7 separate regions of the Mus musculus genome follow, and regions 2, 3, 4, 5, 6 and 7 are each linked to region 1. A link is a contact called in public HiChIP or PLAC-seq and promoter capture Hi-C data. All regions are on one chromosome and are shown on one strand. Each heading gives the region's core, a stretch centred on a gene start, on an enhancer-like site or on the middle of the called end of the contact. The rest is flanking DNA. Distances are from core to core; before and after follow the strand shown.

Region 1 (4,186 bases), core at 734-3,233:
GCCACAAAAGAACAATACATAGTTGAAATGTGACAAAATTGGGTTAGGTGCTAGAGGCCAGGACAGTGGTCATCTTTGGGGCTTGGAAGAGGCCCTGAATGAGGCTGAGTGAGGGACACAAAACAAGTGGAGAAGGTTTTAGACAAGTGATTCCAATTTATTTGTTAAGATTAGAGAGCCAACAAGGGAAGGTAAGTGACAAATTCCCACCCATGTGGCTTCCAATGAACCTTCTGATGCTTTATTCTTAAAATGGACAATTAAAAACAGACGGTGCCTCAAGGGCTGAAGACCCTGCTTACCACTAGATGAGTTCACTTCTGCAGGCTAGACCTGCAGACTTCGGCCAGGCCGCTCCTAGGACAGAGTCATGTCCTGTTCCTTTCTGCTTCTCAGAATGACCCTGTGGGTTGTTTTCAAACACGGAAAGGGCAATATCAAACAGTTGAGCATCCTACCTGTTCAAATTTAAGTCCCGTTATGTCAACCAAGAACAAGGATCCAAAACACTGTATAGTCCTAGCCTCCATCATTGGCTTTTCAGATAGTTTCTACAACTAAGTGATAGTGTGTCATATTTCTGTAAGGTTACCTGTTAATTAGGCCTTTAACATGTTTCTTGAGCCTGTCTAGCTCTTCTTTCTTGTGGACATCTATTACCTCCTCGTTCCTCAGCCGAGGAGGGATGTACTTTTCACCACTTTCAACAGAGTGACTCTCCTTGAAAACAGGAATAAAATTGTAAACAAAAATGTACAGTGGAAAATCCGGTATCTTTTGTTGTTGTTGTTGTTACTTACTCCAAACACTAACCCCATGAGAACTTGGAGCAGGGTACTGCTATTTAACGAAGTGAAGCTCTATGATTGCCTAGAATGGCCTGGGTCAGCCTGTCCCTCAGCAGGCTGTGGCTGCTACTGTGTTAGTGCAAATACTGTTCTGTACTCTGCCCCTCACTCCGTTTGGAATGACAGCCCAGAGGGCCTACAGGCTGTTCGTGACATACCTGCTGTTCTATGTCATCTTCCGAAGAGCTTCTGCTCTTTTCTACAACTTCTGCAAAACGCACTTTCTTAGTCCCTTTATTTCCCCGAGTCCCACTTTCTGCTTCTCCTCTCCTTTTCGAGTTTACATCTTCCTGATCCTCCTGCAGCACTTGCCAGTCTGGGTCCTCCTCACTTTCTTTAGAATTGCTCTCTAGGTCACTCTCCAAGACTGTCTGTCCAGTCTCCAACTTTTCTTCCTCCTCTTCCTCGCTGCTTTCGTACAGGCCGCCGCCGCTCCCACATTCCAGGGCCCCCAGGATGTAGTCCAGACCGTCGCGCGCGAAGCTGAGCGGCACCGAGCTACCATCGCCCTTCTTCTTACGCTTGTGGAGGCCGAGGCACCGTTCCAGCTTTCGGATCTCTCGGTCCTCCTCCTCGTTGGCCGCTAGAAGTGCCCGCTTCCGGGCGGTGGCGGTGGCGGGACCAGGCTTTCCAGGAGCACCTTTAGCCTTGGCCTTCGGCTGGGCCGCCGAGGCCTTGGTGTTAGTGGAGGGGGCACTGGCCTTGGCAGGGGTTGCTGTGGCCTTGGCGGGCGTCGGTCTCACCTCAGTGGGCGGTCGTCGAGTCTCCGGGCCATCGTTAAGGCCGACATTCCCCCCTTGGTCCCCTGACCCGGAGCCTACTGTCCTCTGCAGGCGCCGCGCTTTCCTCAGGTGTCGCTTCTCCTTACGAAGCTCCTTGCGGCTCTTTCGGCCGCCGGGCCGGGAGCGCGCCACAGCGCTGCGGCTCTCGCAGGCTTCGCTCTCGGAGGTAGTCCGCACGAAGTCTTCCACGGCCAGCCGCAGCCGTTTCAGGGGACCCTCCCTGCCGCCCAGACCGCGGCGGACGCCGCTACGTTTCAAGAGAGCATGTGCCATTGCTCTACACCACAACTCACAAGCCCCATGCCTATAGACGCCGTTAACTTCCGGGACGTTCCGCGGCATCACTTCCGGAAGGGGCGGGACTTCCGGAAGCGCGCTTCAATGGACTAAAAAGGACGGTGGGAGGTTTCCTCTGCTGGTAGGAGGGTACCAGGTCACAGACACTAGTAGAGTCCTTTAAAATCTGAAGCTCTTGTACTTTGTTTTGGGAAGCACTGAGAAAACCTAGGTATGGCTGTAGCATAAATTTTCACACATCCTTGCATTTTCTTGCGTGCGTGTGTACCCATGAGAAGGCAGTCAATTCTGTTTCTCTGTGTGTTTTTGGTTTTTTTTTTTTTTCTTTTTCTTTTCCTTTTCCTTTTCCTTTTCCTTTTCCTTTTCCTTTTCCTTTGAGATAGTTTCACAGTGGGTACCAAGATGGATGTCTGGCATAAAAATGGAGTTTCTTTAGCCATCACATAGAAATGGTGGCTGAACAGAGCCCGAGAGATTCAGCAAACATTGTTCCTCCACTTTCTGCTTTAGTTCTTACCTCCAGGTTCCTGCTTTGAGTTCTTGTCCTGATTTCCCTCAAAGGTGGACTTGATGTGAAAGTCTAAACTAAATAAACCTTTCTTCCTTAGTTGCTTTTTGGCCTTAGTGCTTATCACAATTACAAATGTTGTGCCCTGAGTCCACGGGAAATCCAGATGAGCTCAAGAATTGCAAAGTCCACTGCAACTCGAAAGAGTCTTTTATTGTTTAAAGTTTGAACTCAGCTCTCCTGCCTCACACTCACTACGTGAATGCTGGCAAACGACCCTGAGTCCAGAAAACACTGGGTTTATATACAGTTTAGTTTAGGAATCCCTACAGAAAAGGGGATTAGAGGGCTGTAATCATTTGGTGGATTGGTAGTGTATCGGGAAGGGGGAGTGTTAATGGGTGTCTGTTCAGGGACTAATTTTATGGCCAGTTGTAACTGTCTGTGACCTGACCTCTGTTTACCTTTTTTCCATGGTCTCCCTTGAGCTTGTTATTTCTCTAAGGTCTCAAAGACAGGCATCTGGAGTTCTGCTGCTTATCAGCAGGAGTGTTGATTTTTGGAGACACAAAGGAGGATGTCTCCTCAGAATGTCTTCATTAAGGGGAGTTTTATGGGTAGTACCATTCTAACGCCAGGGGAAGGGGAAGGAGCCCCGACTGCTGCAGGAGGACACAGCACAGAAACCAGTTGTCTGCATATTGTGCTTGCCCCAGGATAGAGGGAGGATGGGAGCTTCTGGGGGAGGGCAGGGAATGCAGAGGCAAACTGTCTGTACACAACACTGACATCTCTCTAGTATCACTAATTCGGGGGTTACAACACAGAAAGCAAGCTATTGTGATTACTTTCATTGTCAGTCTGACTGGATTTACAATAACCTGAGACACCGAGGCTCCTTTTTAGTTTGTCCATGGGGCATATCTAGCTGGTTAACAGATAGAAAAATACCCATCCCCGATGTGCTTTCATTAATTATCTCATGGGCAGGGTCCAGATGAAATGAAAGGGAAAAGGAGAAAGCCAGGGGGCACTGGAATTGCCCTTGTCTCTGCTGCCTGGGCAGTTGCAGTTGCCACATGAACATTCCATAACACATATTCCTGTTGACATCATCTGAACCACTCTTCCAGGTCTTTCTTTTCATGATGGACAGAGACCATCTGAATGATCCAAAAATAAGTGTCATCTTCATCATTATTATTCTTATGACTCTTCCTTTTCTCCTTTCCCTCTTCCCCCTTCTCATCTTTTTATTTATTTATTTAATGTACATGAGTACACTGTAGCTGTCTTCAGACACACCAGAAGAGGGCATCAGATCCATTACAGATGGTTGTGAGTCACCATGTGGTTGCTGGGATTTGAACTCAGGACCTTCAGAAGAGCAGTCAGTGCTCTTAACCTCTGAGCCATCTCTCCAGCACCAAGTGTGTTCTTCTATAACTTGCTTCTCTCAGGCATTCTGCCACAGAGACACAAAAGCAATGAATAAAAATACAGCCTGTTGAGAGACAGATAGAGGGTCTGTCTGAAGAAGGGATGTCCTGGCTAGTTTTGTGTCAACTTGACACAAGATAGAGTCAATTGAAAGGAGGGAACCTCAATTGAGAAAATGACTCCAATAAGATCCAGCTGTAGGGCATATTCTTTATTAGTGTTTGATGGGGGAGGGTCCAGTCTATTGTGGGTGCTATCATCTCTGGGCTGGTTCTATAGGAAAGTAGGCTAAGCAAGCCATGACAAACAAG
Region 2 (4,186 bases), core at 738-3,237, 1.6 Mb after region 1:
GCTGGAGAGGTGGCTCAGTGGTTAAGAGCACCGACTGCTCTTCCATAGGCCCTGAGTTCAATTCCCAGCAACCACATGGTGCCTCACAACTATTTCTAAGGGAGTCTGATGCCCTCTTCTGGTGTGTCTGAAGAAAGCAATGGTGGTGTAATCATATACATAAAATAAATAAATCTTTTTAAAAAAATACCTAACTTTACTGGGTGTGTAGTCACCTAAACAGAACAACTAAATGAAAACACTGTATACTTATCCAAATGTATTTTTAGTTTATTAAAGATTTTTTAGTTCGTTTGCCTGCATAATTTGTATGTGTAGGGCTTCAGAACTCTTGTAACTGGAGGTGCAGACAGCTGGAAGTTCTCATACACATACATCATTCATACATAGAAACACACATGCACACACACTCTACTGACTTCCAAAGCGCCATAAGAAAATACTATCTCAATCATCTCCTTTGGTTTCTCATGGCAGAGGGGACTGTACTCCCATTACTGTGTTTTCTAGTTTCACATTCACTTTTTGCCTGTGCTTGTAGTACCCAGTGCTTGTAATAGTCTCAGACACCAGAAGGGTATTGGAGCTCCTGGAACTGAAGTTATAGGTGGCTGTGAACATCCGTGTGGATGTCAGGAATCAAATCTGGGTCCTTTGCTAGAGCAGTAAATGATCCTAATTGCCAAGCCATTTGTTTTTAACCTAACTGAACTCAGTTTATCCAACTTAAACAGGGTGCTTATTTTCTGATCGCTGTAAAACAAAATGGCTCTGCTCTGAGTTCGTTTGAGACTATAAGAACATCAACACCCGGGGGGGAGGGGGGGGCGCTGGGGAGATGGCTCAGCGGTTAAGAGCACTGACTGCTCTTCCAAAGGCCGAGTTCAAATCCCAGAAACCACAAGGTACAAGGTGGCTCACAACCATCAGTAATGAGATCTGATGCCCTCTTCTGATGTGTCTACAGTGTACGTACATATTATAATAATAAATACATCTTAAAAAAAAAAAAGAACAACACTCTATCTGCATGAAGGTCACAGAAAACACAAAACTTGATTAAAGAGCAGTATCACGAGTTGCGGGACTTGTCATTCTGCGAGCGCCCCACAGCAGTTTCAGCTTGTCATTGTTTCCTGTAACTTTACACATCCATATTTAATATAATTATCTGCTAAGATAATTTTTATAGATTTTGCTGTTTACCTTTAAAAACTATGTTGACCGAGGGTTGGACGGCTCAGCAGTTCAGAACACTTGGTTCTCTTGCAGCATCTCCAAATTTGGTTCCCAACACCCACGTGTCGTGTAACTTCAGTTCCAGGGGATCCTGAAGCCACCTTCTGACTGTTGTGGGCACCAGACACTCACAGGGTGCAGATACATACATGCAGGGAAAACTCCAATACACGTAGAAAAATGTACATTTATTTAGAGAGTGTGTGTGTAATGTGTGTACGTGTGTGCGCAACAGTGTGCTTGTGGAGGCCAGAGAACAACTTGCTGGAGCCGGTTCTTGCTTGCCATCACGTGTGTCCCAGGGATCGAACTCAGATTGGCGGCAGATGTCTGCCTGCTGAGCTATGTCGCCGGCTCCTACTTTGCTCTTAACCTGCCTCATCGAAGATCAGTTCCCCGCCAACTACCTCAGTAGATGCGGAAGGGGCAGACGAAGGAAAGTAACCATTAGCCAGGGTCTGCCTGACTCTGGGCCGGATCGCGTGCTGTCCAACAGCAGCGCTGGCGACAGCTGAAGAGCGAACGCTGGATTGTTCAGGTCCCCTTCCGTGCCGAGGCTCCGCCTCCTTGGCGCATGCGCTGTCAGGTGGCCGCACGGGGTGACGGGAGTCCCGCCCAGGACCCGCCCCCTGGCTAGTCCACTGCGGCCATGTGAGGGAAATAGTCTCTCTGTGTCCTCGGTTCTCGGTCGTGAAAACTCGGCCGGGACAAGGCTGCCATGTGCCGTACGAACTATTGTAGACCATCAGCACTGATGCCCGAAGCGGTGGTGTAAGGAGCGCTGTGCGGCGCGCAAGGCGGGAGGGTCCCACATACTCCCCTGCCGAGCTGGTGTGGTGGTACGTGCCTCAGGGCGCGCACGGCTCCCGCGCTCCGGGCCTCGGACGGGCGGGGGCGCGGGTCCGAGTGCAGCTGCGGCTGCGGGCCGGGCTGTGCCGCCGGGCAGTAGGCAGAGCTACGACGCTGGGCGCGGCGGGCCGGGTGACGCGGGGCCGGGCGCCGCCGCGCCGCCGCGATCATGTCGGAGCCGGCGCCCGAAGTTCCAGAGGAGCTATTCCGCGAGGTCAAGTACTACGCGGTGGGCGACATCGACCCGCAGGTACCGCCCGCGCGGGGCCCCTCTGCCGGGCCATTCCCCCCGCACGCCCCCGCCTCGTCGCGCGCGCGCCCTGCAGGACCCCAGGCCGGAGCCGCGGGGCACGCCGGGCAGCGAAGGGCCGCGGGAAGGGCCTCGCGAGCACCGACCTAGCGCAGCGGCCGGCCGAGCATCTTGCCGGGGCCCTGCTGAGCGTGTCCCTTGCCAAGGGGCCTGTCCTCCCGGCCCCTGATTTTTCCCTTAGGGTGGATTGTACGGTAGGTATGGAAGGTACCCTTGCTTACACGGTCACCGTGATTCGTGCGTGTGATCGTGGGTCTGAATCCATCCACAGGACAGTGGCTGTGATCGTGGTATCTTCAGGACAGTGCCCCAAACATTTCTTTTCTAAACTATGCTTACAGTTGTGTCGCCTTCGGTGTCTGGTAATGTAAGCTAAACGGGTCCTAAGGAAGGAATTGTCCAAGAGCCACTGAGCTTGGCTTTCCAGAGACTCATACTTGTATCCTAGTAACCAAAGTCCGTTGGGTCTTCGGTTGTGTGATCAGTGATTGTAGCTGACTTTTTCTAGTACCGATCACCCCACTACTACCACCACATTTCTTCTTTTACCCTTTCTTGTTCTTCGTTTTAGGACTTTTGCTCTTATAAGGGCCTTGGACTAAATGTCACTTAAAACCAAGAACACATTGAGCTGCGCTGTTTGCCCAACTATGTGTGAAATCTGAGTGCTTTAAAAAAATCCCCCTTGTAAGCCCTTGTATTCTGAAATAGTGCCTTCTTTAAAAGGTTTAGAGCCAGGGCACCCATTCTTTAAGTTTTGTAATACAGATTGAGGAAGCTCACAGGTGGTGAGCACCCCAGTACAGTCTGGGCATCGGGCCTGGTACACGGAGTGCCGTAGAAGAGTGCCCTTGAATACTGAGTCCTACAAATACAACAGGTGGAGGTGCTGGAGGTGTTGAGTGTTAAACGGATATTGAGTCCAAGAAGTTGTTTGTGTGGAGTGCGTGTGCTAGGCATTAAAGGCATTTGTGTATACTTGGCCCGAGTCCTGACGGTCACTGGGCATAGTTACAGTGTGGCTCCTGTGAGATGGAATTAGTAATGCGCAGTTTGAGGAGGTTTGAGTGTCCTTGCGAATACAGAGAAAAGATGGACAGCGCAGTCAGACTTGTTTCTGGAAATTTGTCATGAAGAGAAAGCCCTGGGACCTGAGAAGGCGAGGCCAGGGAGGGCTTGCTGTGTTCATGTTTCTGAGTGATGCGAGGCTAAAGCCGGTGGATGAAGTCTGTGTATGAAGGTAAAGTTACTTGGTCCAGGGAAGCCAGCTCGTGGCTGGGGACTGTCGGTTTTCCATGCAGTGGGTACAGACCTCCTCGGCTGCTCCAGTTCTGAGATGGTGCTTGCAGACTATTCGAGACTGCATTGCTTTCAGCTCTTCCTTGACTCCGGCCTGCACACCACTGTCAAGTTGTTCTCCTCTGATGCCTGGTGGCTGCCTCGTTGACTCTCAGAACTTTGACTCCCATCTGCAATAGGTTATCTCTGGAGAGCCACATTCCTCTCTCAATGTGACCGAGAGACTCTCACCAGATCACACAGGACCAAAAGTAGTGTGCCCACACTGAAACCCAGCAGTGCCTCTTCCTCTCTCTGCTTCCAGTCAATCCCTCCGAGAGATGCCCGCATTTCCATTTCGGCTTTTCTGCTGTGCTTACACCTTGTCTAGTTACTGTGTGATTAATTCTATTCCATTCTGTTTGCTGCTGACATTTCTCTAGTGACCTGCCTCTTCCAGTAGTGAGAGTGGTCACAGTTGTGTCTTAACAAGTACTCCCATGTTGATGT
Region 3 (4,186 bases), core at 868-3,367, 1.4 Mb after region 1:
AACAGGATTAGGATACACTGGTGAAAATCAGTCCTTGTGTGGTCATTATTAGTAGGATCCAAACCACTTATTTTCCTCGGCAGTTTGTCACCTGTAGCACAAAGTATTACCTTACATACACCTGTAAGAAAAGGCTGTGGGAAGGCCACCCCACACTGCTCTCTTTTTCTCAGCCTTGACCTGGCCCCAGTGAAGACAAGTCTCACACTGTGAGGAGGGTAGGGTCTCAAGAAGGGAGAGAGGCTGGACAGGTCTCCTCGAGTTTGTTTTCGCATGTGTGAAATGAGGATTATGTAAGTAAAGTGGAGGGCAAAGAAGGTTCTGTGGTTCTCAGAGTTAGGAACTGTCACAAACACAGATTGGACTCCAAAACATTTGGACAGCAGAAGTTGGGCACTCCAGAAGACACAAAGAGAGTAAAACCCAGGAAGGGAGGGACTGTCTGCAGTACAAGTGGGAGCAGTCTCATGGACACAGGGCACAAGACCTCAGTCAGGCTGCCGTCCCACCTTGTCCAGTGTGAACACAGGCACTCAGCCTCAGTGGTGAAAGCAGTACCAGTCCAGCCTCATATTCAGATGAGAAACTGGTTTACTGGGTTCCCTTAAACTTTCATCACAAACATGATGCTTCATGTTGAAGATAAACTTTCAAATTCAAAGAGCCTTAGGTTTCATATGTAAGGAAAAGAGAATTCAAATCTCCATCTTATTCCCCAAGGAACTTTTAAATGCTGGGGATAGTAGTTTGGTGGCAGATGATTTGCCTAGCATGAATGAGGCCACCCCCAGTCCAAAACAACCAAGAAGCACACAACTGTCATGTGGCTGACCCTCATAATGCTGCAGGTGAGCCTGAGAGCAAGCAGCCTTGGAAATCAACAGTTAAGTGTCCTGCATCCTACATTTAACCCATGACTCAGCTACAGCACAGCACCCAAGCCCAGCATATAAAGCATAGGCAGGCAGTCAATAAAAGCTGGCTTCAAAGCAGACAGGCACTGCTCCTGCTGTCCTGTGGCTGCAGATTGGAGGAAAGATGCACCTGAGCAAATACTGCCCACCTACACAGGACAGGACAAGGACAAGCAGGGCTGAGGGGGGAGAAACACTTGACAAATGGTTATCAACGCTGTACACTGTAAACTATGCAGGATCTGTTGGACTGTAATTACTCAACACTTTTGGCAAAAAGCAGCAAAATGATCAAGGAAAGAAAAAAGACTGTGGCACTGTTACAAGTTTCGTTGGGCCTAAGAGGTGACACCATAGGTGTGCTTAGGCCCAAAGGCTCCTTTTTTCCTCCTGTCCCAAGTCTACTGGGCACGGAGTTCCAGAAGGTTTGGCTGATAGCCACAATCTGCAGAAGGCAGAGAAGTCTGTCCCCTGGCAACTGCCTCTTGAGCGCACGTGATGGTTTGTTTTCAGTTATCCAGCGAGGTAGCACGTTTGCTCAGGCAGCCAATAGCTGCGTGGTGCTGCCCTCACCAGTTCTCCAGGCGGCCAATCCTGGCTTCTGGCTCAACGAGACAGCTGCGACTCCTCCACTTAAACTGCCAATTATCTCCTGACCTCATCTCCATCACTAGTCCCTCCAACTTCCGCCTGTCGCTCGCCAACGTCTGGGGTTTCCTACCCTCTCCGTTCTCCTTTTCTTGTAACAAGGGTGACTTTAACAGCTGACGTGTCCCTTCATCCCCCTCCCCCACCCCAAGAACAAGGAAAGGCACTCACCCGCTGCCGTGCCACAGCACGGGGGCACCCACCAGGCGGAGGAGAAGATGGTGGCTATCACCTCGTCGGGGAAGAGCGTGACATTCCGCTGGATCTGCAGCAGGTTGAGCACCAGGGCCAGGACCACGCCAAATGAGAAGAGCACTAGGCTCCGCTGCACCAAGTCGTGGTGCCAGCTGCCCGGCCGCGCGCTGCATCCTGTGGTTCCCGCTCGCTGGCCCCGGGGCGCGTGCTCGGGTTCGGGGACTCCGGGGCCCTGCGGACAAGCGGCCGCCGCAATCATGCCTCGCGGGAGGCTGTACGGCCTCGCAGCGCCCGCGCTTGGATAGTTCCAGACGTGGTCGTGCAGCCTGGGCATCGGCGTCCAGGCACAGCATGGAAGGTACACGCCACGACACTACACGTACCGCGCCCGGACGGCCCAGGAGCGGCCGCGGCCCCGCGCGGTTTCCGCTTATAAGGCAGGCTGCCACCGGAGCCACGTGACCTCACCCAGCCTATCCGCCGCCCGCGCGCCCTGCTGGGGGGCGTGTCTTCAAGCGGCCCCGCCCTGTCCGCGCGCCTGTCCGCTCGGGGTCTGGTGAGGCCGCCGGAGCCAATGGGAGGAGGGCGGCCCATATGACGTATGCACACGCCACCGGGGGGGTGGGGCTGGTGCCCGGCACGCGCTCGAGCGCGCGCTATTCGGGCAGGCGCCGGGGCGGGCACCGGAGCGGGCGGCCAGCGAGTCAGATGGTCCGATGCTGCCCTATTGCGCTGCCGGACCTCGGTTTCTGAGATAATGAGGTCCACGCAGGTCCGAAGGAAAGGACCCGGAGCGCAAACCCTCCTGAGTGCTTAAAAGACCTGGGATCGCTTGGGCTGGCTGCTAATGGCAAGTGCTCTGCAGGTTCACAGCTCAGACCAGGGCTCCCCTAGCCAAGACGCCACCGGCTAAAACCACAGGGTGGTGAGCAGGCCTGAAAAGGCACTGTGTGTGTGTGAGACCTTAGGTAAGGAATGTGGCTTTGTGCCAAAAGTGTAAAACAAAGTCACCCTCCTAAGCAGGCTGTTTCTCAGAGATCATGGGGGCTGTCATTTTCCCAGCGTGACACGGGTGTGGAGACCTGGCTGTCTTTCCCTCACAGCCTGTCCACTCCTCTCTTAGGCGGCTCTATGCGTTGTTTGGAAGAGCTTGAAGCAGTTTTGACTTCAAGGAATGTTGCAACTTGGGTCTTCGCCATTTTCCACACTCTGGCCAGTCCATGCATGTGAGGTTTCATGGGCATACACACACGGGGGTTGGGGACATCAGTACTGTATGGTGTATTACAGCAACATGGGAGCCTTTTTGACAGCAAGAAAGCAGGAGGGCCTGCCCAGCTTCAGCTGATAGGAAATTGTTAAAGGCAGTGAGTCTCTGCTGTGGGATGTAGCAGGTGCTGCCTCTACCACCCATCATCAGCTGCAAGTACTCTAAACAGATGTTGAGAAAGCGACACCTGTGTAAATACACACAATTTTGCCCCCAAGGAACAGACACATCGCTCATAGGAAACTTGGCCCTAAGGAACAGACATGCCAGTCACTTGCAGGAAGCTGGCTTGATGGGACAGTCCCAGACCCTGCACCCACGCCCCAGCACCAAGCATCTGTCTTGTGAGCACTGAGATGTAATTCAGTCCCTTTTTCTCAAGCCATTTTGCTTGTCTTTACAGACTCTCCCCCGGATTTTTTTCCTCTTGTTATAATTCTTACCAAGTAGGCTAAGAGGTTCTAATAATACTTTGTGTGCTTTTGTGATGCTTGCCTGGGGGCAGGGGTTGATATCTTCAGACAATTGCTCTGTTACCAACTTGGTTGTTTCTTCTGCTTACCCAAGCCAGTATTAATGCAGTCTAACCTCTGCTGCTGCTTGACCAGCTCATCTGCACCGGGACAAAGCAAGCTGTGGGCTTAAACCCTGGTGGCTGTTGTGGTATGCAGACCAAGGTGCCCTGTGGACCATGAAGGATACACCCTGTGGCCTGGTTCTCTGGGGGTCCCACGGGGGCTGCTATGGGCTCATGAGCAGTTTACCTCACTTTCAGTGAATGTAGGGTGACGGTAGAGAAGAGTTCAAACTGAGGCTCTTGGAGAGGCTGCCTGCCTATCAAAAATGATACCCAAGGCCTGCTAGGTTTTTGTTTTTGTTTGTTTGTTTTGTTTGTTTTTAATGCATACTGGAAATGGAAGATCAGGGGTCCCTTCTCTGGCCCTGAGGATGAGTGGGGTTGCTAGGGAGATGCTTTTGAGGTGGAGCTCCTTGGCCCTTCACTGTACCACTTCATGTTAATCATTACAGCTTTGCTGATTGCAGGTGCTTCCATCTACTGAGAACTTACCTGGGAGCCACCCATTGCTTTTTATCTATATCTCTGCCATTCTTCCTGGGATAATACCAATGATCATTTGTGACTTAATTCTTAAAACGG
Region 4 (4,186 bases), core at 510-3,009, 1.3 Mb after region 1:
AGAGAGAGAGAGAGAGAGAGAGAGAGAGAGAGAGAGAGTCTGTGAGAGGCTCTGAGAGAGATGAGATGAGAGAAGAACAGAGTCCTAGGTCTGTGTGTCCTTCCAACTGCCTGGCTGCTGCTCTTTGACGCTTCGGTGAGGAGTGTGTGTGTGTGTGTGTGTGTGTGTGCAGGAGAAAATGTGATCCTTTCCCTCCGTGCAAGTTTACTAGGAAGCGCCCTCCCTAGCCCCGCGGGCCTCCCCTCAGCGGCCTGATTCCCATGGGCTCACCTGAAGAAGGCCGGTCAGAATAGCGCGTGCAGTAGACCCAAGCGGGCCAGAGCATGGGCTGCGCGCCCAGAGTGGCGCTGGCTTGAGAGCTGTCCGAGTCGGAGCTCACCGACAGGTCACCGCCGCCCAAGCCCCGGGCTTTGAGCACTCCATCCAAGGAACCCCCAGGATCGCCGGGTTTTTTGGCACCACCGTGAAGTGATAGCGTCTTGGAACCTCCTTCTCCGTCGACCGCAGGGTCGCCAGCGGCGGCGGAGAGCGTTCCTCCCGCGCTGGGTGCGCACGCTGGGTTCGGTCGGGACTCCCTGGCGCCCAGTAGCTGCTCGGCTCCGCCTGCGCCGCCGCCGCCTCCTTCGGTAGTGCCAGCGCCGCCTTCGCCTCCCCTGGCTCCGCCCGCGCCCGCACAGCAAGTCCCCGCGTCCTTTCGGCGGCCAAACTCAGGCCGCAGGATGTTATCGATGAAGAAGTTGGTGATGCGATGTGGATGCTGGTGGTTGCCTGGCGCCTGTAGGACCTCGGGCAGCATCAGAGCCCGCCGGCGGCCGGTGTCCGAGTCGCTCGGGCTGCTGCCGCCGCCAGAGCCGCCGCCGGAGCTGGGTTCCGGCTGTCTCTGCGCCTCCGCCGCCGTCTCGCTGGGCTTGGAATCCTTCTCCTCCATACTTCACAGAAAATCCCAAATCGCCTCTCCACCGGCCCACCGCCAAAGCGATCTCCGGCCGATCCGCGGCACACAGCGAGCCCCGAGCGCTCCTACGCAGCCGAGTCCTCCGAGCGTGCGAGCGGCGACAGTGGCCAGGGCTGGAGTCCTACAGGTCGCCGGGCGCGCTCGGAGCCAAGCCACGTTCGGATCCACGGAGTGCGTTAGCAAATCACCAGTCTCCCCGCCGGCAGGGACGCCGGGCGATTCAACGGAAGCGGGTCCCGGTCTTGGCGACGCACCGGACTCTAGATGGTCACCGCACCACTCCGGGGACCCGGGACGTCCGTGCAACTCCGCGCTCCTTTTGGTGGTCAGCAGCCTCGGGCTCCGGCGCCGCCGCCTCCGCCGCTGCCGCGCGCATGCAGGCAGCGCGCCGCCCGCGCTCACTGCCGCTCGGGCCCGCTCGGGCAGCCACTGCTCGGCCGTTGCCACCCGCCGGTCCCGGCCGACCCTCGAGGCTGCTGGGCGCGGGTTCTCAGCGCGCCCGCAGCCGCCAGCACGCACATGGAGGGCCGTGGGCCCGCGCTGCGCTCCGCCCGCCCCGGGGCTCCCCGCGCCAGGCCGCCGCCCCGCTGCGGGCCGGGGCGCCCCACGGGCGAGCGGCTGCGCCCCCGCTGAGCCCCGCGCAGCCCCGCGGCCCGAGCCGCATGAGTGAGGGGCGGGAGGCCGGGCCGGGCAGGGCCTCCTGCGCTCCCTCCCTCCCGGTCCGCGCGCCTTCGCTGCCTCGGCTTTCGCGCGGGCTCGGGAAAATTTCAGGCCACTTAGCGCAACCTGAGACACTTTCACTCTGGATTTTTGTTCTTATTTTTAACAGAGCCCCCTCAAGTGACGTCGCGGGCCGGTCTCCTGGACACGTGCCTCGGGCCAATGGCAGCCGCGCCGCTCATCCACGTGACGCGCCCGCGGCAGCTTGGTGACAGGAACCGCCTGCCGCCCCTCCCCCGCCGCCACCTCCCCTCCCCCCTTTAAAGTGGCCGTGCCCAGGGCTCCCGGCGCGGGAGCCTATAATCCAGCCAGATCCATCGGCGAGTCAGCGGTGCTCACTCGCACTCCTCATCTTCTCTCGGTTAGAGACGCTGAGGAAGCTTGTGAACAGTCCCACCAGGTCACTGCTACGCCTAACTGGACACGCGCCGAAAGATCGTTATTTTTTAACATTCCCATATTGTTTACGGTGTGGTGAGATCCCACAATTCCTTGCACAAAATGCATAAATAAAATTAAATGAGGTACCGAGATACAAAGGGACGTTTGTGACCCGCTTTCTTTGCTGGTGGAGGGGAAAATTGTCACTTTGGTTCCCCAGCAGCGTGCAGTCCTAATCGGCAGGCAAGAGCACAGGTACCTGCAGAATCCTACTCTCAGCATGCATGTTTGTGCCTGTGCAGGAGACGCATGCATACGGAAAGATTCCACCCGTGGACAGTGGCTCCTCGGGAACCTCAACGTAGATCTTTATCTATGCGAGAATACACTTTAGTGCACCATTTAAGAAAGGAGAAATAAAAGGATTATTTAAGAAGGGTTATAACATGATCTTCTAATTTAGAAATGAGTGATGACTGCTTAGCCAAACCTTTAACCCATCCACCCCACAAGTGATCCTGAATACAGCTGTACACACACACACACACACACACACACACAGAGAGAGAGAGAGAGAGAGAGAGAGAGAGAGAGAGAGAGAGAGAGAGACAGAGAGACAGAGAGACAGAGACAGAGACAGAGAGAGAGAGAGACAGAGACAGAGAGAGACAGAGAGAGACAGAGAGAGACAGAGAGCCAGTCAGAGACAGAGACTGAGACAGAGAGCCAGTCATCAGTACTCCCCATTTCCTATGTTGAGCCACCAGGCCACTGATCTCCTTATCTTTGTATCAAAACATTTAAGCTGATTTTGGAAGAAAGCAAGGCTAATTTGAAAGAATAGGGATGCTGTGATAGGAGGGGGAGCTCCAATTTGTTTTCCCTTGCTCTGTCTTTATTCCTTCTCTAAACTTCCCTCCAGTTGCTGACAGAATGGCTCTTTTCTACTCTCTTTCCCCAACATCTCCCAAGATCTTTTCAGTTTGCTTTTCTCTCCCCTACCAAAATTCTGGTTACTACAGGCTCCCACGTCTGTGAAAAAAAATATGGAAATGTATTAACTTTGAGAAACATCCAGAAGGGCAGCTGGGGGGCGGGCACAGGAGGGCTGCATAATAATAAAAGTCCTCAGACAGCCTAGGATCACATCAGAGGGCTTTCTGGGTGTCTGGCCCCAGGCTGCTGTTGTTCATAAGTCCTGCCTGTTGGCTACCACACTTGAAACCCAGGTAGCCTCCTATAAGGAACTGCCAGGTCCTGGTGAAGGGCAGGAATCAGAGCCTACAGAACCCAGGCATGGAGGCCTGCCAGGCTATCTGGAGGCTGACAGTTGTGTCTGGACTTGGGCACCCACACCAAGCAATGCCTCATTGTGCACATAACTGTCTACCTGGCAGGTTTCAGCAAGGGCAATAACTCCCAAGGGCTGTTCCAGAAGTTAGCCCACACAGACAACCACCCCCAGAAATTTTAGGCTCAAGCTGCTGGAGGTAGGTTTGGGTAGATGCTGGGAACAGGCCTGGTATGTAAGTGGGATGGCCACCCTGTACTTATGGGGAAGGGTGCCTCTTCATGACTCTATTTTTCTCATCTGAAGGGGTCCTCACCAAAGTTTTTGACTAGGAAAATACCTGCTAGGTCCTTCCTAGGTAAGGGACTGATAAAACAGAGAAAGAGAGAGAAGAAACCTTGAAGTCTACCTACCTTCATGAAAATGGGACCAGTGAGTGGGTTAGGGAGCATCCTTAGGAAGAAAAACATTTGAGACCTGAACTATCAGCCAGGCAGTGGTGGTGCATGCCTTTGGGAGGCAGAGGCAGGTGGATTTCTGAGTTCAAGGCCAGCCTGGTCTACAGAGTGAGTACCAGGACAGCCAGGGATATACAGAGAAACCCTGTCTTGAAAACAAACAAACAAAAACAAACAAAAAACAAGCAAAAACAACAGAGAGAGAGAGAGAGAGAGAGAGAGAGAGAGAGAGAGAGAGAGAGAGAGAGAGAGACTTGAATTATCACCAGCTAGTAAATGGGCACTCTGATTTCTTCTTGTCTTCTAAACTGGACCATGATAGGGACTATCAGAGCTCCAAGATTCCTGCACTAATTTCAAGTTCATTTCCCTACCTGTCCC
Region 5 (4,186 bases), core at 838-3,337, 1.1 Mb after region 1:
CCCTTAGTACACACTTTTAATCCCAAACAAGGAAGGTAAAGTTAGTTTATAGAAGAAAGCACCAATGTTTGAAAGGGATGTCTAATTGAGTGGCAGACAATAAGTGAAAATAAGGAAGGGAGAGAGGGAGGAATGGAGGGATGGAGGGATGGAGGGAGGGAGGGAGGGAGGGAGGGAAAGGGAAAGAAGGAAAAAGAAAAGGAGGAAGGGGGCAGTTTTACTGGCGAGTTTTACAAAGACAGGTTGAAGGAGAGAACAAGCCAGAAAATGAGAAGAAGCCAGAAGATTAGAAAAGGTTGCTAGAGTTGGTGTGAGGCCAAACAGAGCAATCCAGGAGAAGCCATCCCAGAGAAGCCAGATCGATCAGCTTGAGAAGAGCTTGAGCCAAAACAGCTAAGTTGAACCAGCCAGGGTTCAGAAAGAACTAGAAAGGGTGAACTTACCCAACAGTAAGCCTCAGAGATGACCAACTACCAATAGGAGTGTAACCCCTTCAAGGCAGGAACAGTGTACTGCACATGGGCTGAAGAGGTCCAGCAGTTCCAGGACTGCAGAGCTGCTGAGCACCAAGGTGAATATTCAAAAGAACTTGCCTACTTTCCCAAGGAGTTTGGATTAAGTCTAAGCAATGGAAATGCTGACAAGATATTAAGATGGAAGAAAAATTCCAAACTTCCAAAAAGGCAATCTAGCCTTCTAAAATTACAACCCTCAAACTTTCTGGCTAAAAACTAATATACAGCCCTCAAGTTTTATTTGTGTGGATATTTATCAGTTTTTACTATTAAAGTTTTAAATGAGAAACTTAAAAGATCATAAAAGCGCATAGTCCCCAAGCCATCCATGTCAAGTCTTCACATGCCACACAGCCTCTGGAAAACCAAACCACACTAGTGAGAAAAAATGGAAAATGAAAATATCATCTTCATCTTTTAAAAACAGCTTTGACCCAAGGGCTCCCATAACACTGAGACTCACATATAAAACCTTAAGTTTTTACCTTCTCTAATCAGGTAGAGTAGACAAAATGTATTTTAAGCATTTAACTAGAAAGCCTCGAATCTGCATGTTAAAAAAAAAAAAATCATCTATGTAAGCTGGCAGTGACATATACCATACCACATCCTGCCAGAAATGGCATTCTGGATGTAGTCTCTGCCGTTTGGGTTTTTTGTTTTGAGGTCAGAACTCCTAAGCAGGGTTGTTTAACATGCCCACCCCAACCCCCAATCTGTAAGTAAGCATCACTAACACCTCTGGAATATGTAGAATAGTTCAAGTGTCTATAGCCAGAACTAGCTGGCAAATGCTTTTGTTGTCCACATTTTACCGTGAGGGTCTTTTATCCAAGTCCTGAAACGTCATTTTTTTTATTGTTCCACATCTTTAAAAAAAAAAAAAAAAAAAAAAACCCTCGTTCAACAAAACGTGGTTTTACTTATAACTGGCTAGTCTTTCCATATCGTTTACGATTGCGAAATGAAAATACTCAAACAACTGGTTCAGTAACCAACCCTTTGTACACGGTCTTCATCCCTTTCAAGCATACTGCCAAACACAAGTTTTCCTTAGATGATAATAGGTTTATTTAAAGCACCCTAATAAACCGCAAAATTCTTTTTACACTGAGTAGGCTGCTTGCCGCTGCCCAGGGCGCATCTTCCAAGAAGACTGGAAGTCGCCAGGGCCCCCCGACCCCGTCGCGGGGCCGCCGCCGACCTCGCGTCGCCGCCTCGGGCCTAACGCTCCGCGCTCCCGGCCTGAACGGCGGCGGCAAGCCCGGGGCGGCTCCGTCTGTGGCGGGGCAGCACGAAGGCCCTACATAAAGGGTGCCCGGTCTACGGCCCCCGCCGCGGCCCACGTACCTCCAGCGCCTGCTCCTCCGCCTGCGCCCAGGGCGGCCGCCATGGTGGTCCCCGGGCCCGGCCTTCAGCCGTCCCCCGAGCTCCTGGCAGGCCGACGGCTCTGGTGCGGGCCGGGGAGGCGGGGGAGCGGCGAGGGCCGGCGCCCGCGAGCGAGCAGAGGCGAGGCCCGCGCGTCGCGGTCCGCAGCGGACCCTCGCCTCCGCAGGAAGAAAACAACACTACGGCAACATGGCCGCGCCGCGGTGCACGCCGGGAGCAAGGCGGGCGGAAGAGCCAGGCGGCGGCGGGCGGACGCCTAAGGTCCCGGGTGCCTGAACGCCAGCGAGTGCCCGGCGGCGCGCGCTAGAAAGAGCAGCGCACAGACACAGTTTCGGCCGGGCTGGAAGGCCGAGGCTTCAGGCGGGAGGAGTGTGGACGGCCACACGCCGTAAAGTCGACATAAATCGCCTTGCAGCAGTAGGCGCGGCTGCGCTTTACGACGGCTGAGCCGCCGTGGCAAGTGGAGCCGAAGCGCGGCCGGAGACGCTAACGGCCGAGTCTGGCTACCGCGCCCCCAAGCTTGAGGCGCGCGAACGCTACATCGACGCACGCGCACTCGCGTTCGCGCGAGCTGGCGGAAAGCCTCGCGCGTAGGGTCTTAGGAAAGGAGAGGAGGTGTGTGGCGGTGGCACTAGGTACCACGACCTCAAAGACGGACTCCAGAGCATCCTAAAGCAAGTCCCCAAGCCTGCGGCTTTGAGGACGAGGTTTCGGGCAAAAGCGAGCTGGGAAGGCGGAGGAGCCCCGCAGGTGGGCCCTTGGAGAGGCCCGGCATGGAGGCTGGTCGCCGCTCAGTGAGAATTCCAGACGCGGGCATCCACATTCCCGGAAAGTCTTAGGGAGCTAAAAGAATGTCTGCTGTGAAATTCAACTTTTAGGTGATTGAAATTTTTCCTCATAAAAAAAAAAAAAAATCCCTAAAATCCCTGCTTTATAATGTTCATTTAAGAAACAGAAGGAAAAAAAATTCCTTTTTTAAAAAATCGTCATGAAGTCATTGCCCAATAAAAGTAAGCCTGGCATGGAGCCTCACTGACTAACTAGATTTCTGTCAGAAAGCACATTAATTCATATCTAAACTGCTTGAACCCCTTGTCACCTTTTCCTAATTTTTACACTGTTCAGGATGGACTACCCAACTGAGAATATTTTCAAGATAATATCAGTGCTGGTCTTGAGAAAGACCTCTCAAAAATAGGTACAATGATAAAATTACTTCATAATACTTTATAACGTATTACACATGAAAAAAGACGTGCATCTCAATTATAGCAAATGAAGATTAAATTGCTCAAAGGCCACTGAATATCCACTTCGAATGAGTCAGGATTTCAACTCTATGTCTGCCTTGACTCAAATCTCATGTTCTAACATAGCTATGACCTTAAGAAAGTAGTTTTCTTAATTTCACCTAAAACTGAAATTCTCCAGGACAGGAAACTCTAAACATTCTGTACTGAAACATTCACTAGAAAAACATTTAACCTGTATGTAGGAACACCTAGTATTTAGAGATGTGATCACTTGCTGTGAGTACAGATTTAATCACCCCCTTTTCCTTATCACTACATACCACTTCAGTCAGCTCTCTAACTTCCTCTAGAAACCTGTTAAAGGCTCAGTGTCAACCAGGAAACCAAACTGCAACGCTTGTGGTGAAAATGGTTTCAGAGCACGGCTCAGCCCTTAAATACCTCACAGGAACCTCGCCCTCTGTGCTTTCCTAATTGAGGTTACTATCTAAACGTGAGGGTTTAAGAATGAACTCTCAGCCCGGCGTGGTGGCACACGCCTTTAATCCCAGCACTCGGGAGGCAGAGGCAGGCAGATTTCTGAGTTCAAGGCCAGCCTGGTCTACAAAGTGATTTCCAGGACAGCCAGGGCTATACAGAGAAACCCTGTCTCGAAAAAAAAGGAACTCTCAGAGCTATTAGATACACTGGCTTCTATAGGTCAGTAGCTTTTAAGCCAAGGAGGCACCTTCCCCTCAGTGAGTACCTAGGTGGCCTTGGAGACACACTGTGCCTTCATTGACACCTAACACCCAAATCTTGGCTTTTGAATCCTATATTCCAAAAGAATAGTTTCTATTTGAAACACTTCACCTGAGTTAACTAACACTTCAATTATGAGTGAATAAAAATCTTGTGTACCTACAGAATGAAGTAGGAGAACAATGTCTTTTGTGGAGATCAAAGACGTCTACCTAACACCCAGTGTAGTCACTGACCAGCTATAATAAAGACTTTCTATTGGCTTAAATAAATAAACAAACAAATAAA
Region 6 (4,186 bases), core at 488-2,987, 1.1 Mb after region 1:
TTCTTCCAGAGGAGCTGGGTTTAATTCCTTGCACCCTCATGGCAGCTCATAACTGTCTGTAATTCCAGTTCCAGGGGATCTGACACCCTCACACACATACAAGCAGGCAGAACACCAATGTATATAAATTTTTTTTTTAAATTATTTAATAAAAAACACACATTCACAGAGAGAAAGAGAGATGAGAGAGTTGAGGAGGGGGATGGGGAGGGGGGACTGACAGACCATCAAGGCAATGAGGCTTTGACCTTTATTTTTATCTAGACCAAAACAGAAAGGCAAGTAGACCCTGATGAGCTTTGCTTTCCTCTTGAGAAAGCCACACTGTGTTGGTCTCCTTTCTTCTAAAGTCCAAGCAGAACCTGGTAACACACTGAAAATACAATCTTCCTGGGCAATGCATGGGACTAAAGTCTCAAAAGGGCTGTTAGTGGCTCCAATACCGCTTTCAAAGCCCCAGGTCACTCTAGTCAGATACTTCTTCTACCACTAAGTAATACTCCCAGGCTCTGGGGTGACTGTGACACTCCAATATGTACCCAATGATCAGTGGGAAAGGACACAGAGTGTACAGAGGGGTTTTAGTGCTAATGCTCTCAGCCAGCAACAGTCTGAGAAAGGTCTTCAGCGGTAGGTACCTGACATTCAGTTAATGATCTCTGTTAACTAGTCACTGACCACCCAGGAACAAGTAGAGAAAACCCAAAAGAATGGCTATAAGGACATTACAAGTACAAAATAAAATCAATATGGCCAGAATTTAGCACTGGCTACCTGAGGGACACAGTCCAGGAGAAGAGCCAAGCATGACCCTGCTACCACCTTAGTACAGTCAAGAACACAGGACACAAAGGTGAGTAGCGTTAGGTCATATACTCTCAAAGAAAACGACTAAATAAATAATTAATAAATAAATAAATACATACATACATACTTTTAAATATTTCACTCAAACACTTATAACCTAGAAGTGGTTGTTTGGCAAAATGTTGAGCATAGCACAACTGGGCACCAGCCTCACTTATACCATGCACCCTACCAACAATAAATCATAAAAAGATATGGAGAGATCTGAAGTGGAAATAAAGATCAAGGAAACAAGCCAAAAAGGGGTGGGGGAATTTAATTAATTTACCCACAGGCCAAAACCAAGAATTACCCAAAGTTTCTGGAATGTTCCTTCTCTCTCTAGTTACATCTGAAAGCCTAATAATTGTTCCTTCTTTCCTTTCAGTTTTAAAACGTAATCGTCCAGATTCTTCATCATCATCATCTTCTTCATCTGATTCTTCTTTTATGTCTTTCTGGAGTTCCAGGGTTTCCATTCCTCCCTACAGGCAGACAGAAGCAAAGAGAGAGAATGAGTACACAGTCACTTAAAATATAAGTACAGCTCAAAGTGCCTGGTAAAAGGCTATGTGAAACCTGAAGCCAACTCCAGTAGGGAAAAACCTGCAAACTCCTGCCTACAGTTAATACATGAGAACCTCCCACTACTGCTTGCCCACACTTGCTTGAGAACAGACATCTGTTAAACATCCCTGCTGCCTTACAGCTAATTCAGACCACAGCAAAGTTCCTCATAACTTAAGTTGTCTATGACCATGAGCTAAGCTAACATCTGTAAATTCACCACTGAGAAAACACTACAGTTAATAGCACAGGACTCACCAGGAAGCTGTAATGGCTATTTCAGCCATGTAAGTTGAACAGTTCATAGACCCCAACCACATAGTTTGATCTTCTGTCAGGAGAGCAGTCCCTAAGTCAGTTTGGGGTTTTGTGGTCACTACCCCTGCCCCTTCCCTACTTACTTCACTTTTCCTGTCTAGTGTTAACTCAGCACAGACTTAGTGCTGAGACCAGTAAAAGACAAAAACCATTTCTTCTGCCACTTCTTCACACTAAAACCAGATTTTATTTTAGCAGAGTCTCTTACAAAACTTTCCTCTAGTGCTAACTGAAACTAAAGCAGTTTTTACATATAGTTTTTCTTTTTAAGCTCCTATGGCCCTATCATCTCTCTCTTAGGTCACTCTCAGTAGCCCACTGGCAGATGAAGACAGATACGTACTAAACATAAGGTTCATTTAAACATTTTCTACCACTGTAATAAAAAACTGCAGCTTGCCTCTTCATTATCATGAACGTTATCTTTACTCTTCAAAGAAACAAAGACATATTCTTAGAAAATATATAAGAAACTAAACCCATGGAAAATTATTGTTGATCTCCTTTCCTAAACATTCTCAATGCAAAAAGCTAACAAGTCAGGCTCTACAACAAGTAGTATAAATGGGAAAACAGATCCAGGAATCCAAATGCTGAGCATGGACACTGACTTTACTTTCAGCCTAATGCCTATGGCTTTTCAGTGCTCTGAGGTTCAGCATGCTGAAGAGCTCTGCAGCACCAGAATTTCTCGTTCTTGCTAGGGTAATACTAAAATTTCTGAATCATTGAGTACATATAGACAATCAGAATGAGTAGTATCTATGAGGAGGCCTCAACACAGCATTGCCAAAAAATCCCTGCTATGCCTTCACATGCTTCAGCCGGACTACTCTCTGTTACACCAATGATATACACCAACGTATATCACTACATATATACCAATGACTGGAAATCCTTTTTAGAAATAGATTCTGTCCTGGGAGGTCCAGGGTGGGGCCTGAGAGTCCACATTCCTAACAAGCTCCCAGGGAAGCCAATTCTTGGATCCATATATCATGTTAGTAATATGACCACAGAAAAGAAATCATGTCTACCAAAGCAAAAACCTTAGTGCAGCAGTTATAATAATTATATTATTACTTCAACAGATGCAAAAAATTACTAAAGTTTGGTGTCCATTAGAAAATCACCACAAGCAAACTAGAACCAAAAAGAATTCTCTTCAATCTGAGAGCAGATCTGATGAGCAATAAGGTATCTTCTTCCCAGCACTAAAACTACAGCAAGGAAAGCAGCTTTGAAGCAAGTTTTCTGCGGTACATAGCACCTGCACCGGAAGTCAGGAAGGCAAAATAAATAACAAGGATTCTGATTACAGAGAAAAAAAATCAAGATGTTTACATTAACAGATAATTTATTAACATGTTACCTGGGGGAAGGGAGGGCTGGAGAGATGGCTAAGTGACTATATACTATTCACACAAAGGATCCAAACTAAATTTTCAGCACCCACATAAGGTAATTTACAACCACCAATAACTCCAGCACTAGCAGGTCCAATACACTCTACTGGTATTCACAAACACCTGCACTCGTGTACATAACCAAATACACACATACACACACACACACACACACACACACACACACTCTCTCTCTCTCTCTCTCTCTCTCTCATATACCAAAGAATATAAAAATAAAACCTTAAAAATTAAATCTTAAAATAATAAACATTCATTGTTAATCTAGAGATACATGGCCATCTCCATTAAACCCCTAGCCAGACTTCTAGTAGATACTAATAAATCCATGACAGGAAAGAGCCTAAGAAAAGAATTAACTTGGTGGATTTATACGACCTGGTTTCATGTTCTATTACTGCACCTGCTGGGGTGCTGGCATACAGACTTTATAAAAACAAATTGGTGCAGAAGAGACTGCCAGTAAATAAGTCAGCCAACAACACAAAAACTATAGTAATCTGATGGGAAAACTTACACAGCAAACCAGTGAATTAGTTGGAAAAACATTTATTTTTTCTTAAAAACAATGATTATCTCTCATACCTCAAACACTATTAGATAAGGAGACTCTAACTCTAATCTAACACCAGCTAATAATACAAAGCTTCCAGAAAAAAAAGCGGGAGTTAATTTTATAATCATGGGATTCTCAAAATTTTGGTAGATCACAAAATTACTTGGACATCATCCAAATTATTTTCTACTTACAAAAATTAAATGTGAGGGCTGGATAACTCAACAGAGGATTCAGGGGGTCTGATGAGCCTCTTCTGAAACTCAAAGGCACTGCACGCATGGCAAGGCAGCATGTATGCAAGCAAAGCTCCCATATACATTAAAAAAAAAATTTAAACCTAAATTTGTTTATACACATACCACCTGAACATGACTGATCTCATGTAAAACAAAACAACAAACTTTAGAAAATAATGGTGTTAATCAGAGATTCAAAAAAAAATTCACAAGTCATGTATCTGCCAATGGATTTG
Region 7 (4,186 bases), core at 654-3,153, 1.0 Mb after region 1:
CATGGGAGCTTCACTGAAAAGTAGAACTCCATGATGCATCTTTTATGAGGTCGTTGTCTACAATGGAGTGGGACATGGTAGTGATACAACTTGGAGGTCACTTACATCCTTGTAAGTTACCCTTCCTCTATGCTCTGTAAACTCATTGGCTTACCAAGGTGGATTTGGGTAGAATTGTATTTTGTCTGTCACTGTAATCCATGGGCAAATATTTTTTCGTGTCATCTCAGGGAAAGCTAATGACTGGAGAGATTTTTGAGATGACCTCAGCTCCTTTCTCTTCCTCTGCCCAGCTGCTAGGAGAAAAGAAGGCCTTCTCTGTATAACGCTGAAGAGGTGAGGCTTAGAAACTGTGGCTCAAAACCTGACTTGGTGAGACAAGGTAAACCTTTTTTCTTCTTTAAAACCAATTACTCACCTTTTCACAGTAATGAGAAGCTGATGAACACAGCAGCCCCTGTTATCTGTGTTCCAAGGAACTAAAGACTTCTAAAGAAAAGACCCACCCCAGAGCCACACAGAAAAAGGCTGAGACACATCAAACAAGAGTTTGAGTATAGGGAAATAAGCATACATTCAAAGAACAATGGAGAGTTCTCTATGGACACAGAAGCCAATAAGAAGAGAGCCCCTCTAGCGAATCATGATGAGATCTAGCATCAACGTAAATAATGGCCGTGACAGTTCACTGAAAAACCCAAACCTCACAAAGCTGACTAAAGTTAAGAAAATGAACAAGTAAGAGCAGATACACAAGGCACACTAGAACTGGACACATCAGTGCTGGATGGTAAGAAGATAGTGTAGTAAGTGGGGCACTCAGAGCTCCTTCCCAACTACAACTTACAGTGGGTAAGGCCAGCTGTAGAAAAGACTTGGCAAACACTGCCTCACCTAAGTCATTAAAGCTAATCTCAGCAATATAGGGCAAGTCTGCACAGCCACACCAAGGACACATTCCCTTCTATGTCGAGCCTGCCAAACACAAACAACCTCAAACATATCAGAAGAAGCAATAGATAAGATGTAAATTACAGCAAAGGCCACAAAAATCACAGACTGTAGTCTTTTAAAAGGTCAAAGGCAAGCAACATAAAAACCAAGAGACTGCTCCAGACTAAAAGGAGACCAGAAATCAAACATATGGCTCTGGGTGAGACCCCAGGCTAGGCTGGTGCACTATACAGTGTGTAGCTACAGTCTCTAGTGCCTCTGGCCTAAGGCAGCACTCTGTACCTCCAATCTTCTCATAAACCACCGGAGGAAGAGAAATTACTTAGTCATAAATGGACATTGAAATACAGAGAGACAGAGGGTGGGGGTGGAGGAGCAAATGCAGTACAAGATAGAAACCCCTGGTGGATGTGGGAAAGGGACAAGGCCTCAAATTTTCTCTTTCATCCAAGATGTAACAAAACGAAATTTAGCCTGTGACCCACAGAAAGAGGGACCCACACACTGTCTCTAAAGGAAGCCTGGTGAGAAGGACGGAGATACCCTCACTGCCTCTCTAAGACAGGGAAGAAGAGGGACAAATTCACCCCATTTTCCAAAGCAAGCTCCCATAGATCAACTGAGGTCTTCCACGGGATAGTAGGACAGCCTTTAAAAACAAATACAAAGAAGCCCACTGCGGACCAGCCAGCTTTCCTGCTGGGTGGGGGTCCTGAGTCTCTCCCACTTCTCCATGTGCTCAAAGAAGACAACTGTTTACTTAGTTTGCTGCCAAATTTCTAAATCTTTCATAACCGGGATCAGGATAAAGTATCTGCCTACTTTCCACTTTCTCCCTTCAACCAAAGGATAGTTCCCGGAAAGGAACTAGGCCTTTGTTTTACTGATAAGCAAAGATGTAAATCAAGTAACCAAGGTCACTCAGAGGTGAGCTGGGTTTCACCTCTCAGGAGCCAGAAGAGGCTGAAGGCTTTGTTTTAACTGCTTGTTTCTAAGGTTAATCAGAGAAGGACTGATGGTCCCAGCAGTCACAGGAAATAAACTTTTGATGTTTCCTACCTTTGCTTTTATTATTAAATAGGGCCAAGACTCAGAATTGAACCCAACCAGATGTCTGGACCTACTGCTTCGTTATGTGGAGACTCAGTTTGCTCCACAGTGAAATGAAAATGTGAGTGGCACATGCTCAACCCTAGACAAACAGTAGCCATTGCAAATGCCAGCAGGAAGCACAGACCTCTTTAAATCCTCAGGAACACTTTAATCTGCCACCGATTTTCTTCTAGAACTCCTCCCAGCCACCAGACCTAGCATTTATAGGCAGAAAATTGAGATGATGATGAAGATGGTGATGATGAAGAGAAAGAAGAAACAGCAGCAGCACAGAATCCCAGAAGCAGCCAAGATAGACAACTACCCAAGCATGGGTTTTTCTATAGCAAAAGCAGGGAAGCTTTTATGTGTCAGATGATCACACAGAAGGCTAGCTTGTGACCCTGGAGAAGGAGAGCTTCAAGTTCTATGTGCTATAAAAAATGAGTTTCAGAGCAGTCAATGCCAGATATGGTGCCAACAACAAGCTCTATATGAAACACAGCATCTTCCTCCAGGCATAACTGAACAGTGATCCAGCCATCACAAGTACACAGAATATCAAGAAGTTATTCTTAAGAGAAAAAAATTATTTATTTTATGTAAATGAGTGCTCTATCCGTACAGACACTTTCATGCCAGAAGAGGGCATCAGATCCTAGTATAGACAGTTGTGAGCTACCTTGTGGTTGCTGGGAATTGAACTCAAGACCTCTAGAAGACAAGCCAGTACTCTTAACCACTGAGCCATCTCTCCAGCCCCCAAGAAATCATTCTTGTGAAAATCTTTAGGATTGTTTCCTATTATCACGATGAAATTGTTTTAATAAAGAGGACCTAAATAATTCCAATAAAAAGAACTAATGTACAACAACTAGAAGACAAATGAATGAAAACATCTTTAAAGGTAACATAATTAAAGAAATGACTAAAATCTACTGTCTTAAACTCAGACTCTCCATCTTTCACGATTTAAAAAAAATTCAAGAAAGTCGGGTATAGTGGCAACCCACTTTAATTCTTGTATCTGGTAATGTAGGCAAAAACATCAGGAATTCAAACTACATAGCAAATTCAGAACTACATGAAACCCTATCTCAAAAATCAAAATGAAATATGCAAAGATGAATGATTTAATTTTTAAATTAGCTATGAAAGACAAGAAACACCCACTGCGAGTCACACCAGGCTCACAGGTTATAAGTCACACACACAAGCCCAAAGAAGTTGAGTCATTCACAACTGGTATGAGGTATAACAACAGCTGGCTAGAGCTAAGCACAGAGACTCATGTTCTTAAGTAGTACTGGTCAAAAAGCCTGGCTAGAGAATGACTGCCAAAAGGAACTATTGAGCGCTTTCAATTTAGTTACATAGATTTTCTGTTAGATAGCCATAAAGGAGGCAGCTCTCTTAGGAAGCATGAGCTAACTTCTGCCTTATAATAAAACGTTCTCCAATGGTCAGCCCTGAAAAATACAAGTAACATTATACAGGACAAACAGATTGCATTTATTTATTTAGGAACACACAAACACACCCCTCTCTACAACTGAAGCAGCAGTTTTAACCTGTGTGTTATGATCCCTGGGGGCATGTCTAGCAACCCTTTCATAAGGTCACATAAGACCATTGGAAAACAGATTATACAGACAGACAGACATATGTGGTCAAGTATATGCGCACGTGTGCGTGTATGTGTGTGTGTGTGATGTGTGTGGTGCATGCCTGCAATCCAAGAGGTGTGTGTGTGTGTGTGTGTGTGTGTGTGTGTGTGTGTGTGTGTGTGGTGCATGCCTGCAATCCAAGAATGCAAGAGGCTGAGGGAGGAGGGTAACAAGTTTGAGACCACTCTAGGAAACAGTAAGAAACCACCCCACCTCCTAAAAAATAAGAATCAAAAAGAAAACACATTAAGTTTTCTTTAAGAAACTTTATAAGCTATATATTGTACTTTTACCCTACTATTAGTCAAGAGCTTCTAGCAAAATAGAATTCAGCCAACAAGAAAATGCCATAATTCAAACAGTGAACTGGAAAACTAAAACCTTTCACACAGATGTCACTTACAAGCTTCTCCTCCTCTCATTCTCAGGTTGCCCGACTGTGATGCCTGACTCAGTACAGACTCATAGCTAGA

The links. Promoter capture Hi-C pulls out the DNA fragments that hold promoters and counts their contacts. HiChIP or PLAC-seq counts read pairs in DNA pulled down with a chosen protein or histone mark. Capture Hi-C pulls out chosen DNA fragments and counts their contacts.
Region 2: a contact with region 1 is called in a promoter capture Hi-C map of pre-B cells, with 4 times the contacts expected there. The contact joins the promoter of Paxip1 here to the promoter of Nom1 in region 1. A contact is called at or near these places in 4 of 39 promoter capture datasets (cranial neural crest, hematopoietic stem and progenitor cells, hippocampal neurons and 1 more), 3 of 484 Hi-C or Micro-C datasets (B cells, CD4 T cells and CD8 T cells), 5 of 115 datasets of contacts at active chromatin or transcription factors (astrocytes, embryonic stem cells, epiblast stem cells and 2 more) and 2 of 9 other capture datasets (adipose tissue and liver).
Region 3: a promoter capture Hi-C map of liver shows a contact between it and region 1, with 3 times the contacts expected there. The contact joins the promoter of Insig1 here to the promoter of Nom1 in region 1. A contact is called at or near these places in 2 of 39 promoter capture datasets (embryonic stem cells and hippocampal neurons), 3 of 484 Hi-C or Micro-C datasets (B cells, CD4 T cells and CD8 T cells), 2 of 115 datasets of contacts at active chromatin or transcription factors (astrocytes and pro-B cells) and 2 of 9 other capture datasets (adipose tissue and liver).
Region 4: a contact with region 1 is called in an H3K4me3 HiChIP or PLAC-seq map of forebrain, with 5 times the contacts expected there. The contact joins the promoter of En2 here to the promoter of Nom1 in region 1. A contact is called at or near these places in 4 of 39 promoter capture datasets (cranial neural crest, frontonasal cranial neural crest, maxillary cranial neural crest and 1 more) and 3 of 115 datasets of contacts at active chromatin or transcription factors (embryonic hindbrain, embryonic midbrain and forebrain).
Region 5: a promoter capture Hi-C map of second pharyngeal arch cranial neural crest shows a contact between it and region 1. The contact joins the promoter of Rbm33 here to the promoter of Nom1 in region 1. A contact is called at or near these places in 14 of 39 promoter capture datasets (the 3T3-L1 cell line, 3T3-L1-derived adipocytes, the C10 cell line and 9 more) and 2 of 9 other capture datasets (adipose tissue and liver).
Region 6: a contact with region 1 is called in a promoter capture Hi-C map of neutrophils, with 5 times the contacts expected there. The contact joins the enhancer-like site here to the promoter of Nom1 in region 1. A contact is called at or near these places in 8 of 39 promoter capture datasets (the C10 cell line, cranial neural crest, frontonasal cranial neural crest and 5 more) and 1 of 115 datasets of contacts at active chromatin or transcription factors (large pre-B cells).
Region 7: an H3K4me3 HiChIP or PLAC-seq map of embryonic stem cells shows a contact between it and region 1, with 5 times the contacts expected there. The contact joins the enhancer-like site here to the promoter of Nom1 in region 1. A contact is called at or near these places in 8 of 39 promoter capture datasets (the C10 cell line, cranial neural crest, embryonic stem cells and 5 more), 4 of 115 datasets of contacts at active chromatin or transcription factors (embryonic forebrain, embryonic stem cells and thymic regulatory T cells) and 1 of 9 other capture datasets (embryonic stem cells).

Annotation. Positions count from the first base shown.
Region 1 is chr5:29,432,464-29,436,649 of GRCm38.p6, reverse strand. It overlaps Nom1 (nucleolar protein with MIF4G domain 1), which reads right to left and starts at 1,983. Exons shown (of 11, transcript NM_001033457.2): 1 at 1,007-1,983; 2 at 593-720. The coding sequence starts at 1,972.
Region 2 is chr5:27,789,351-27,793,536 of GRCm38.p6, reverse strand. It overlaps Paxip1 (PAX interacting (with transcription-activation domain) protein 1), which reads left to right and starts at 1,987. Exons shown (of 21, transcript NM_018878.3): 1 at 1,987-2,338. The coding sequence starts at 2,258.
Region 3 is chr5:28,069,343-28,073,528 of GRCm38.p6, reverse strand. It overlaps Insig1 (insulin induced gene 1), which reads right to left and starts at 2,117. Exons shown (of 5, transcript NM_153526.5): 1 at 1,734-2,117. The coding sequence starts at 2,091. All of the region lies in intron 1 of Gm35223 (a long non-coding RNA gene), which reads left to right.
Region 4 is chr5:28,163,269-28,167,454 of GRCm38.p6, reverse strand. En2 (engrailed 2) reads right to left here and starts at 1,759. Exons shown (of 2, transcript NM_010134.4): 1 at 271-1,759. The coding sequence starts at 928.
Region 5 is chr5:28,315,090-28,319,275 of GRCm38.p6, reverse strand. It overlaps Rbm33 (RNA binding motif protein 33), which reads right to left and starts at 2,087. Exons shown (of 19, transcript NM_028234.1): 1 at 1,866-2,087. The coding sequence starts at 1,908. Gm35602 (a long non-coding RNA gene) reads left to right here and starts at 2,189. Exons shown (of 5, transcript XR_003955879.1): 1 at 2,189-2,782.
Region 6 is chr5:28,349,617-28,353,802 of GRCm38.p6, reverse strand. Rbm33 (RNA binding motif protein 33) reads right to left here. Exons shown (of 19, transcript NM_028234.1): 7 at 1,160-1,331. Among named protein-coding and RNA genes, the nearest start is that of Rbm33, 35 kb to the right of the region's middle. Within about 2 kb of position 1,737, at least 30 of the 459 cell types and tissues checked have an H3K27ac peak or open chromatin away from gene starts, as enhancers often do. A contact at or near this core is called in neutrophils, where this site is marked.
Region 7 is chr5:28,396,643-28,400,828 of GRCm38.p6, reverse strand. The region is part of intron 15 of Rbm33 (RNA binding motif protein 33); the gene reads right to left. Among named protein-coding and RNA genes, the nearest start is that of 9530036O11Rik, 68 kb to the left of the region's middle. Within about 2 kb of position 1,903, at least 55 of the 459 cell types and tissues checked have an H3K27ac peak or open chromatin away from gene starts, as enhancers often do. A contact at or near this core is called in embryonic stem cells, where this site is marked.